2 separate regions of the Mus musculus genome follow, and region 1 is linked to region 2. The links are chromatin contacts, called in public promoter capture Hi-C maps. All regions are on one chromosome and are shown on one strand. Each heading gives the region's core, a stretch centred on a gene start, on an enhancer-like site or on the middle of the called end of the contact. The rest is flanking DNA. Distances are from core to core; before and after follow the strand shown.

What was found. Promoter capture Hi-C pulls out the DNA fragments that hold promoters and counts their contacts.
Region 1: a contact with region 2 is called in a promoter capture Hi-C map of pre-B cells, with 2.1 times the contacts expected there. The contact joins the promoter of Msrb1 here to the promoter of Capn15 in region 2. A contact is called at or near these places in 1 of 39 promoter capture datasets (pre-B cells) and 1 of 115 datasets of contacts at active chromatin or transcription factors (embryonic stem cells).

What each region holds. Positions count from the first base shown.
Region 1 is chr17:24,735,085-24,738,231 of GRCm38.p6, reverse strand. It overlaps Msrb1 (methionine sulfoxide reductase B1), which reads right to left and starts at 1,639. Exons shown (of 5, transcript NM_013759.3): 1 at 1,470-1,639. The coding sequence starts at 1,524. Rpl3l (ribosomal protein L3-like) reads right to left here. Exons shown (of 10, transcript NM_001163945.2): 8 at 2,720-2,815; 9 at 2,391-2,510; 10 at 2,089-2,232. The coding sequence ends at 2,176.
Region 2 is chr17:25,984,443-25,987,898 of GRCm38.p6, reverse strand. Capn15 (calpain 15) reads left to right here and starts at 2,025. Exons shown (of 12, transcript NM_001347334.1): 1 at 2,025-2,428. It overlaps 1700022N22Rik (RIKEN cDNA 1700022N22 gene), which reads right to left and starts at 2,069. Exons shown (of 2, transcript NR_166913.2): 1 at 1,863-2,069.

The sequences.
Region 1 (3,147 bases), core at 390-2,889, 1.2 Mb after region 2:
GGGTTTTGATCAGTGTTTTTATCACAACAGAGAAGTAAACTAGGCCAAGTTTTACACTGTAGTTCAGGCTAGCCTGAAACTATGTAATCCAGGCTGACCTCAAATTTCAGGCAATCCTTCTGCCTGAGCCTCCTATCCCCTGGCATTACAAATGAACCACCACACCTAGATAACATTTTCACTTACAGACAAGACAATGGAAGCCAGTGCTGCAGACACACAATACAGTACGTGGCCAAGAGAAAACTCCCAGAAGTCGGATAGTGGCCTCCCTTTACCCTTAGACAAGCTCCACACAGTAGGGCTCCTAACTGCCAGTGTAACCACTTGGTCCTCTTTCTCAAGTGGGCATCTCTGCTAGTCAACAGTCTTGGATACCATGGATATCAGCTCCGGTCTTAGGAACAGACTGGCCCTAGAGGACAGTCTTCCAAGCCAAATAGGGAACCCCAGAAAACAGCAGCTGGGAAGAAAGGTTTCAACCTGTCCCCAAAAGATCACATGAGTGGAAGGGGTAAGGATGGTTGCAAAACTGAATTACATAACTGTTTGAAAGACTTAAAAATGGGAACCTGCAGGGTACTGAATCATCGGTCACCCACCACTTGAGGACAGACACCCTGGAGTCTGAACTGTTCTTTCAACCTGTATCAGGAACTGGAGAGGAAGCAAAACTGAGTGAGTGTCTAGCTTGCCAGGGTAGCCTGAGGGCAACTGGAGTGTTGTAGCCAAAAAGAATTCAAGGGAGGTCTCTTCCCAGCAACCCTGTATTACAACAACTGGCTTATAGAGGTGCCCATTGTCACAGCCCTGCCCTCTAGAGGACTGACATCTAACAAACAGATCCTGCCCCTGGAACGCCAGTGCCATAGTTTTTACCAAATTAGTCCAGATCAGCAGAACCCAGCAAGAAGGGAGCCAAGCAACGTCTCTCACAGTACTGGTCAAACTTCATTTATGCTGGCAAGAACCCATTGACAACCAACGCAGAGGACGGAGAGACATCTGGGACAGCACATTCCGGATTGAACAGCAAGTGCAGAGCTTGTCCGCTCATCCAAGCAAATCAGGGGTTGCAGGCGGGGGGGTGGGGTGGGCGAGGGGGTACATTGTCAGGGCAAATTCCAACACTGACCTTGGACCACATACCACCATCATTCCGCTCTAAAGTTCAGACCACTCTGACACCATCCGGTGGCATCACCCTTACGCATCTGGCCCAGAGAATCCCCCAGAGAGATCTACATTTGAAGTTCAAGGCCTGTCCCCCTCGAGAACAGAGTCTACCGGAATGTCCCTTCTCCTCTCAAGTCCTCCTGCTCCAGAATGCCCTGGCCACCCAGCTCCCCTCCTCCAAGTTCTTTTTTCCCAGGCTCGCTTCTCCTCGGCAACCACACTAGCCCAGTCCCGGTTCGGGAACTCCACAGCTCCCCAGGAGGCAATGTATGCTTTAATGCCACGGGGTGTACCTGGCTCGAAGTGATTCTGGAAAACCTCGCCTCCGAAGAAGCTGCAGAACGACATGGTCGCGACGGGACAGGCAAAAGCTCCCAGCCAGGTCCGGGTAAAACCCTAAGATCTGGACTCAAACCCGACCCAGTCCCAATAACCAATCACTTTCCGATTCGCCATAAGCCCCGCCCCTAGAGGGGACCAGTCACTCTTGGATTCCCCACGGCCGCCTCCTAGCAGCCCCGCCCTCAAGGAGTCTCTCCTCCCATAGGCCCTAAACCCCACCCATCCAGCCAAGTTTACCCAGAGATCACGTCCTTACTTCCGCCTCTAGAAGGCCCCGCCCAGGGAGCCGCTCCCAGGAAGCTTAGCTGTTAAGATGAAGGCCAAACCTATGCTAAGCTCCAGTACAGCGGCTAGGCTATAAACATTGGTACTAGCCAATGGTAGCTACTACTAATACCATTGTGCAACTGGCGTGGAGGCGCATCTACCCAGCTGTATCTATAGCCCTCTTATCTGGCGCTAAACCTTGCGCCCGCGTCTGGGATCACCCAACCTCCGACCCAGGCTTAAGATCTACATCAAGCCTCCCAGGGAATGTGGAAGAGAGACAGACACACAGAGACAGACAGAGAGAGTTGCCTCAGGACTTTATTGAACAAAAAGGACCGGACAGATAGCAAGAGTGCTACATCCCAGGTGTGCTCCATTCCAGACATCTTACATGTTTCCCAAGGTCTCCGGCTTCTCTTTCTCCAGATGTTTCTTTTGGGGACCCTGGTTAAGGTGAGGAGACAAGATGAGAGTTAGTCAGGAGAGTCAGTCAAGAAATACTACCTACGGCCAGTGCCAGGGCCACCTAGGGCCTGCTCTACTGGTTTGCTAAAAAGGCCCCTTCTTCTAGTTCCTCTCTGGAACAAGTGGGACTAGCTCACCATGAAGGCCCTCTTCTCCTGCGCTGTCTGAAAACATCCGTGGCCAAACTTAGAAGTGGTGTCAATGAACTTGAGCTCAATATTCTCCAGGGCCCTGCGGCTGTGGTGCACCAGAAGGGACTGGGTATCCAAGAGAGAAGAGATGTCAAGGACAGAGGGCCCCGACTCCTCCTGTGACCTCCAGTTCACACCAAGGAGGACTCAGTCAATCCCTCGCTCTTGCCAGACCCCCTTCCTTTACTCTCCCACCACACAACCCACCACAGAGCACGCTAAAGGACAGAACAGGCCACTGGAGTCCACTCCCCAGCTTGCCAAGCAGCACTGACCTTTCTCAGAGTGATCACTCGCTTCTTGGTACCTGCAATGCAGCCCTTTAACATGATGAAGTCATTGTTCACTTCCCCATAGTGGGGGAAGCCACCCTACAGGGAGACAGACCACACCAAGCCAGGAACAGGGCAGCCAAGTTAGGAGGCTGTAGTGGGAGGGAGCCCTATGCGCAGACCCCAGGGTGCAGGGACAATACCTTCCCACTGGGTCACTCCTCAGGGGGCAGTAACATCTCAACTGAATACTAAGTATCTTTCCTGTGTCATCTCATTTAACAATATGCCTTTTTGTGGGCACACTGATGCTCAGAAGTTTGGGTTTGCTGAGCACGGTGGTATACACTCGTAAATCCAGCACTTGAGAGGGGGATATGAGATCACTTTGAGTTGAAGGCCAGCTTGGGTACCAGAGAGAGCCTCACTAG
Region 2 (3,456 bases), core at 776-3,275:
TGAGCCCGGGTACTTATACATATCTGCTCTGAACCTGCTGACATTTTGGAATCTTAGAAGAAGCCCAGAGCGTGACAGGAATTTTAGCCGGGAACCTCCACTTACATTTTCCATGAGGTTGGTGTTCTGACTTGTGTGTGTATATGTCACTTGTGGAAATCAAGAGAAATTTAGACCCAAGTTTTAGACCTGACTAACCTGCCAGTCCTGTCTAAAGCTTTCTGGGTGTTCACCCAATGGGGACCTTGACTCTGTAATAGCTTCTGAGTCTTACTAAACCTAGGTTTTCACGCGTGCTAGGCAAGCACTAGCTGCACTGTGGCTGCAGTATGCACCTTTATAAGTGTACCTTTGTGTTTTGTTTATTGAGACAGGGTCTTATGTGATTCGGCCTCAAAACTTGGAGAGATCTGCCTGCCTCTGCCTCCCAAGTGCAAGAGCTGTGATTAAAGGAGTGCACCATCTTGACCCACCCCTCTACTTTTTGAGACAAAACCTTGAACTTTCTAGCCCAGGTCAACTTTGAACTCATGACCCTCCTGCCTCAGTCTCCTTAGCAACTATGCAACTATACCTAAGCAACTATACCTTTGTAGCTGTGGCCCCAAAACTATGAGGAATAGTGTTGGGTCCCATCTGCTCAAGAGTCAGGGTGGTTGATCTATGGCTTCTGTCCCTGCAAAGCTCTCTCTGCCCTTCTTGACCTCTGCAGGGTGTCCTGTGGTCTGTGCACTCAACAGGGTGTCTGTCTTCTGGCCCATACTACACTAGCATAGATCAGGGCTCAGCCAACCTGGGATGATCCAGCTTTACCTGCTGTGTGATCATCTTACTTAGTGCAGTGATACATCATTGCACTAGTGATGACCCGTAGTGACCAGAGATACTGTCCTGGATCCAGCTTGGCCATTCTCCTGATCATGGGTATCACCTACTGATGAATGAGCAGTGACTTCACCACTGTCAGGGGGCTCAGGAAGACAGCCTCTGCTCCTCTCCTCTTGCCAAAATTTGGTGTCTTCCCCATTCAGGCATAGGTGTCCCCACAGCATCCTGAATTCAATGGCCAGTCTTTAGCTTTCTAGCTTCTGGAGCATGAATGATTTCCCAGAAACATTATCTGTAGTCTCTACTGAGCCAGACTCAGGTTTTCTGGGTCCGGGGGCAAATAGTACCCAATCTCTCACACAACATTCAGAGTGCCGGGTGTCCTTTTGCTATGTGCTATGTTTTTTTTTGTTTTTTGTTTTTGGTTTTTGGTTTTTGGTTGGTTTTTGGTTTGGTTTGTTTTGTTTTTTGAGACAGGGTTTCTCTGTATAGCCCTGGCTGTCCTGGAACTCACTTTGTAGACCAGACTGGCTTCGAACTCAGAAATCTGCCTGCCTCTGCCTCCCGAGTGCTGGGATTAAAGGCGTGGGCCACAACGCCCGGCTAGCAGCCTGATTCTTAGTTAGCTTTCAGTTGCAGAGGACAAGTGGCTGGAATTAAGTTAATTCGGGGGAGCCAAAGGGCTCTAATGGGAAATAGCTTGGGGGCTCTTGTGAACATAACTCAAAGGACTGCCTCAGATGCCAGTGTTTCTCTAGAAAAAGTGACGTGCCTATCTAGCACTCGAGTAAACACAGACCTCAGATGGAGTAACCTCGGAAGGAGCAGTGCCAGCACGGTTGCTGCTTCAGACCGTTGGGAAAGAAACCAGAAGTCGCTGGAAGAGGTAGAAAGCAGCCAAGGCAGCTAGGTTGGACTGTACCACCTACTGCCCCAACGCAGCAGACAACCGGTTCAGACCTTGTACAAAATCACGACCCAGACTCCCGACATCTCCCCTGGCGCAGTAACACTCGAACCCCGTGGACGCCTACCGGAGCCCAAAGCCCATCTTAAGGGGATCCTGGGAGCTGTAGTCCGTTCTCTTCCCGGATCCAGCGCGCCACATCAAACTAGCTTGGGAGTACCAACTGCATCCGTGAACTGAGCGTCTCCGGTCACGTTGGGAGGGCGAAATCTCAGGGAAAGAGTAGAGGGTAGGACCATTCATGGACTACAATTCCCGGCGTGCCTTGAGCCGCGTCGCTCTGCCCTGTGGGAGCCGTAGTCCCGGCTCCGGGTTCCCAGTGCCGCGTGCGCCCCTGACGCGCTGTAGCCTCGGGCCCCGGCTGGGCGCCACGCTACGGAAGCAGCGTAAGGCGTAGCGGGTAGGCCGGGCGGGACGGCGGGCGCTAGCTACGGAGGCGTTTGTAAGGTTGCCGGGCCGAGACGGATCTTCGCGGCCAAAACGCGCTAAGCCGGCGGAGCATCGCGGCTGGCGCGAAGGGGCCCTTGGTGCCCTCCGGTCGAAGTTGTGGGTCAACCGACTGAGGGCCGGCACTAGGGCCGCGCCCGCCTAGACCGATCGCGAGCGCTGAGGAGGCGCCGCCGGCTCGCTAAGGTGAGTTCCACGGTAGGCGGCCGGCCAGACGGCCTAGGACTCGTAGAGCTCGGCCTCAGGGCATCAGCCGGGATGCTCCATGTTTGTCCTGGGAGCAGTAGCCTGGCTTGTGGTGAGCGGGAAGGGGAGGGGGAAGCGCGCCGGAGGTGTGGGTCACTCGAGGCCAGCCTAGGAACCTCAGACGCAGGCGACCCTCGGTGCCTGCCTGTCCTTGAGTGCCCTCTTGTCCGGGGCTAAGCGTTGGCCCACTGTACGAAGGTATAGGTCGTGGGGGCACTGTCTGCAGAAACCTGCAGCTGCCTGGGGCGGCAGCAAGAGTAAAGCGTCCTGTGTGCCCCCTCATCCCACACTTCTGTTTTTGCGGGCCTGTCAGCAGGCCGAGAAAGTTACAGAGCAGCCCCTTGACAGCTGCGGGATTTTCTTTTTGTTTTCTGAAAAAGGGGCCCTTCCACGTCTGATTTGGGAACCCTGTTGTGTGGCCAGATGGTCCTTGCTAGGCTGGCTCTTAGGGTCCCTGAGTACAGATACTGAAACAGGACCGCGAAACACCTAGCCTCGAAAACAGGATAGATACCTCCTGAGTTTCAGGAGAACCTGAGAGCCTACCTGAGTGTTTGCTGCTGACCCTGCAGTTCAGCAATAAATCAGGAAGAACTGCTACTCAGTAAGAAACTGTGAGATTACCCCTCCAGTGGCAATTTCCCCTTTCCCAGTCTGGAGAACTGCAAGTCACAGATGTGGAGCTTGCCTCTTGAGTTTCTCCCTGCTTCCAGAGTCTAGCTGTCAGGGATGCGCTCAGGACCACAGTTCTGCAGTCTAGGGCAATTGTGTCTTGCTGAACAGTAGCTTGCCTCCATGGGGTAGTAGATTCTGTTTCCTTTGAGGTCCTTCTGCTCCACAGAGATGCACCCATTTCTTTTCTAACATCTAAGAATGTCTAGAGCTGTCTGACTGGTAGACAGGTCATTGACCTCCATGGAGGAAGACTTGAACCCTGCTGGATCCAAGGCTCAGAAACTGTACAACTT